Regions from separate parts of the Cyprinus carpio genome. Here region 1 is linked to region 2. Evidence: chromatin contacts called from public Hi-C data. All regions are on one chromosome and are shown on one strand. Each heading gives the region's core, a stretch centred on a gene start, on an enhancer-like site or on the middle of the called end of the contact. The rest is flanking DNA. Distances are from core to core; before and after follow the strand shown.

Evidence for each region. Hi-C and Micro-C count contacts between places; a contact is called where the count stands out from the background.
Region 1: a contact with region 2 is called in a Hi-C map of skeletal muscle, with 2.3 times the contacts expected there. The contact joins the promoter of wsb1 here to the enhancer-like site in region 2. A contact is called at or near these places in 2 of 8 Hi-C or Micro-C datasets (both in skeletal muscle).

Annotation. Positions count from the first base shown.
Region 1 is chrA15:18,742,243-18,744,942 of ASM1834038v1, forward strand. wsb1 (WD repeat and SOCS box-containing protein 1) reads right to left here and starts at 1,260. Exons shown (of 9, transcript XM_042771355.1): 1 at 872-1,260. The coding sequence starts at 911.
Region 2 is chrA15:18,705,700-18,708,399 of ASM1834038v1, forward strand. It overlaps LOC109103100 (kinase suppressor of Ras 1-like), which reads right to left. Exons shown (of 20, transcript XM_042771353.1): 2 at 1,745-1,885. Among protein-coding and RNA genes, the nearest start is that of LOC109103100, 18 kb to the right of the region's middle. Within about 2 kb of position 1,417, at least 1 of the 8 cell types and tissues checked has an H3K27ac peak or open chromatin away from gene starts, as enhancers often do. A contact at or near this core is called in skeletal muscle, where this site is marked.

The sequences.
Region 1 (2,700 bases), core at 10-2,509, 36 kb after region 2:
TACCTCAGACATTTCTCAAAATATCTTCTTTTATGTTCCACTGAGAAAAGAAAGTCAATGCAAATGATGACAATGTTATTTTGGGGGTGAACCATCTTTTAAATTAATTTATTTCTAATTATACTTTTTTAGACAAATACAACTTTTATGTTGTGGATAATCTATTTTGTTTTTCTAGCACTTTTTATGGTAAATAGTAAGTTAAATCTCACTAGTAACCATTCATTACTAGTATAGTGAATATGTAACAATTGGAATGTGTAACACTTTATAGTAAAAATTATATGTATGTAGAATTGAGTGACAAAAAGAAACCCCACTAATTCGTTACCAGAAACAATGGAATAGATACTAAGAGGATACAGACTAGTAGCAGGTAATATCTCGTAACTGAATAGATAATAGTCACTATATGAACACGTCCTGGACATTACAATTTTGTAAACAAAAAAAAAAATTGTTAAAGTTGATATAATTAACACAAAGCATAACTGCGCAACGTGTAGCTGACATGGTGAGTCACTCACAGGGGGCTGGAGAAACCGCTGCTGCGGGTGGGGGAGGGTGTGATAATTAAAGAACTAACAAGAACTATGAAATATTCAAATAACTGTCAATATTTTAACGGTCGTTCGCAGTTGTTTGGGTTCAATCTGCGTCTTAGCGACAATTGTGTCTTAATATGGCTGATATAGAGAAACCACACAAACACTGGATTTATGAGTAACTTCAGTCGCTTATTCATAGCTACACAAATGTAAACACTAATTATACAGGACAACACACACGTTAAAAAAGGAACTAACGTTAACGGTTAAACAACAAGACCCTGTCCGCATTGAAAACAGTTACGAGAAAAGGTGAAACTCACCTATTTCATTTTCGTTGACAAAATCTGGGAAGCTTGCCATCTAAATCGAAGCGAGTCTCTTAAATCTGAATCTTCTTGGTAACGAAATACAGGCGTTGAGATGAATGCGCCGAACAAACGGAAAAGGCTGTATGTTATGGCGCGTGTCTCCGGTGAGTCAAATGCCTGGGAATGCGGAGCGTCTCACGTCGACGCAACGCCTGACTATAGTTACATATACGACTGTTAGCCGAAAGTATTATCTTTAAAGTGCAAAATGAGTATATTAAATTGATATTTAAAGAAAGAAACTGAGCCAGTAATAGTCTAGCTTCTTAAACAGCGTTGCGCTCGGTTTGAATGTAGCGTATTGTAATGGCTGCGTGCCTCCTAATGATTCGAACACACACACTGATGGGCGGGATACTCTAGCGACGTCAGAACGGTTGCCATGGCGACGGAGGATCATCGATTTCTGATTCGCGGAAATCCGTTTACTCGTGGCCTCTGATTGGCTGTCTACTCGAGAATATGAATGGAACGTGCTGAAAAGGAGCGAGACGAAGAAGCGCTAAATTAATCCAGTGCTGTAATTTAAATGCTTCTCTCTAAAAGAGCATTAAAATCACTAAATCGGTAAAGGAATTGCTTGAAAGGTGTCAGGAATTTAATGTAAAAATGATTTCGTTTTATTTTTGGTCTGTTGTGCCTGTTAATGGTTCATGTCGTGATAAATCCCGCTGAAGCACTTAGAGAACAAAGAAAGTTTTGTTGCAATGTTAAATATCAACGATTTGTAGTTCAGAAACTCCCCATGAAGAGTCTCTGTAAAGTAAAAATGAAAATGTATATGTATTCAGGGTTATTTTAATAACTGTTATTCAGAATATATGTTATGAGAACATGTCTATGTTAATTTTATTAGTTGCAGATAAATAGGACTGTTTTTATTATAATACATTTATACATGTACATTATCTTATTATATTATAAAAATGCAAAATTGTTAATTCATACTGACATGACGACAACGAAAAGTGGTAAACCTGGAGAAAGTTAATACTTTTCTACAACTGTGATGACCCTTTCAAACTAAATGGGTGATTTAAAAAAAATAAAAAAAAAATTATCAAAAAATTCAAAGATAAAAGCAAAAGAAGCATGAAAAACCTCTGGCAGAAAAATTAATAAGAGTTGCTACCAAAGGCAAAAGATGGAGACAAAAGCAGGTGGTTCCTGTCAAACCTGCTGCGAAAAAAGACCCAAAAGCACACAGCAAATCTTTTGGAATGGTTCTGAAGAATGATTGGTATTCTGTTCAGTAACAAGGAATGGGGTTGGGGGGGACGTATGCCCTGTGCTGTATGCGTCATTTCTCTCAACTAGGTTTTGCTCTTACAAAATCTTTGTTCTTTCAATTCATATCATTTTCATAACAGATTACAGATACATAATAGACAGACTATATTCACAAATAGCACAGCCTCGAGTGCCTTTTTTCCAGTTATACAATGCTTAGTACTTTAAAATATTTTTTTCTTCTGCTAATGGATGTTATGGTTTAATTTATATCAACGATAAAACATACAAGTGCCAGAACATTCTGTTAGCAGAGTTCAGATAAAACTGATAATGTATGATGAATGCGATCTTACAGTTCTGTCTGTCTGTTCTCCTTGTGCTTTATATGTGGTTTCAGCTATTTGATTTTTTTTTTCCTACTAAAAAGTTAGAATGCAAAATGATGATTGAAAAAGAGCTCTGGAATAGTGTTTCTGGGTCAAGAGAAATGCATGTTTATTAAGAGATCACTTTGTGTTAAGGAGAAAAATTCTTCAGGGTCAACTAAG
Region 2 (2,700 bases), core at 167-2,666:
AAGAGGTGTCTCCTTGTAGTTCTGTAGATGCACCAGATACCACGAGTCACACGTATGCAAAATATCTTTCCTAAACTGTCTAATCATGCAAATACATTCACACTGGCCCCAGTCCCATCTTGTCTGCCCACAGGAGAAATAGCATTCCTTTGCTTTTTCTGAGAAAGCACTATCCCATTATACTGTGATACACTGGGGCAACTGGAATCCCTGCTGTCCTCTCCAAGAGGGGCCGGCTGCCCACGTGTGTGTCCTGCCACATGCATGCATTCCTGCTCTGTGAATCACACTATAGCAGACTGGTGTGATACATTTAAACTTATTGAGTTAGGGCAGGGATTGTCAAGCGGTGGGTCACGACTCAAAATTGGGTTTCATGTTATAGGTATAAACAATGCGAAATGAAAGTAAGAAATAAAATAAGTAAAAATAAAACATGTAAAATAATTAGGGTTATCATACATCAACCTACAACACATACGTAACAGTAAAAAATAGACAAAGTAAAAAAAAATATTATCCAGACTACACGATGACCACAATATGCTTTATATCGTTAATTATTTTATTTTTCATTAACTTTTTAAATTCAACTTTTTAAATAATTAATATCAACATTTTAATTTGCTTTTAAAGACATTTTTGTTTTACATTTGTACAATTTTGGTAATGCATTGGGTCATCACTAATATCAAATGAAAAATCTGGGTCCTGAAGCAAAACCAGGCCACAGGCTGACGCAGACAGACAGAGATGGTCTTTTGTGAATATACAATGACAAGGCAAGTATTTTGGGACAACAGAGAGAGAGGAAAACTGGAGGAGACATAATAAAAAACACACAAACTTCATGCTGTCCTACTGCAGTAACCGAAGTGATGCAGTCAGCCAATCAGAGGCATGCCACAAAGTGACCCCTCCTGTCCCCACTGGGGTAAATTGTTTCTGTGTCTAGTTTTGTTTCTCAGTCTTGCATGCGTTGTTTATTTCCCTGTGCTGTCTGTTTCCGTGTCTAATGAGGACAAACAAGTCTGTGCATTTGCCAGGCAGTCATGAATGCCGTGCTGTTCTGGTCAGCTTTGTGTATATGACAGTATGGGGTGGTGGGCAGAGAAAGCGAGAAAGACAGACTGCTTTAGGAGTCTAAAAATAGACTAACGGGAAAGTTTTCGACACAGTGGCTGATGCTGCACATTCTGAGCTTTGGAGTAGGATCAGGTGTGTGAATCCACAGAGGACTGAAACACCACAGAGACTCACAGCAGCAAGCAAGCAAAACATCTTCCCACTCCTGTCCAAATCCTCCAATAACATTCATTTTTTAAACAGACATTCATTAAGTAGAAGCTACAGTTTAAGAAGCCTGTTTTTAATATGAAGAAGTGATCGAACTGTACTTTCATGCTTTAAATGTTCCTTTAAATGTCCTTATTTAAGCAATAAGAATACAGAAGGGCCTTATAATAATATTTTACATGTTAATTTTTCATGTCATTTATTTATGTATGCATGTGTTTTTTATTTATATTTATGCTACATTTGTAATGAGTGAATATAAAATAAAGAGGAAAATAAAATACAGTAAAATAGAAAATAATAATAATAAAAAAAATCTAATACCCAAAAATGGCCCATTAACTGAATAAAGGTCATGAAGAAGGGAAATAGGGTCAACTTTATAATTCCTCAAGTCAATAAAGGGACTAAGAAAAAAAATACATTCCGTACAAACACATATTGGTACCTCTATGAGCTCTGGCCGGAGGTTGATGGTGTAGAGCCAGTCTGTGAGTTGTGGGTATGAGTCCAGCGCCAGCGGTCTGTCACTCTCTGGAACACTCTGCTTCCACTCTAACTGTTTACTAATGTACTTCACCAGCTTCACCTGTAGATGGCGATCACACACATACACAGACTTATTAGGCTGGTGTAACAACAGCTTTAAGAGACAACTCACTGTCATCTGTTTGCATTTTAAATTAACACCATTTTTTCCTCCAATTAGATGTTATACCTTCTAAAGAAGAGAAATTAACCTCTTATTAATTTAGCATGAAGCTCTTTGTAGATTAAGATCATTTGAGAAAAAACAGGATGACATCAGACACGAATAAGGCGAAAAAAAAAATCAAATTTCATGGCATATATTTCAGAGCACTTCAGAGAAAAAGTGCTGTTTCAAAGTCCCTAGTCAGATGCCACAGAAGTTTGAAATCAGTACACCAATGAGGGATGAGCATGTTGATAATTCAGCAGAAGCATTTTTCTCTAAACCTTCGTGTCTGCAAGCAAGTGTTGCACACAGAATGCAAAGTGAGAACAGAGCAAAGGAAATCCCCATGTGTGACTTCATTTTAAACGGTGGGCGATGAAATTGTGTGTTGTATGTGTGTGTGGTGTCAGTACAACAACCGAATACAGTGTAAACAATCACTGTACACAAACACACCACACTCTCTTTTTCAGTGCAAGTACCAGCCAGTGCATCAATCTGTAATTTTCTTACCATCACTAGACTGACATTGGGTTAAAAATATAAAGCCATTAACGTACAATGCCCACAGGACAAAGATGTTTCAGAAGCGCCTTCCCTTTGTTGCCGTAACGCTCCCACTGCAATAAACAGTGCTGTCTATAAATAGACACTGGTTATCATGGCAAGGGAGTCTGGACTCTTTCTCACAGGGGCGTCTTTTCCGC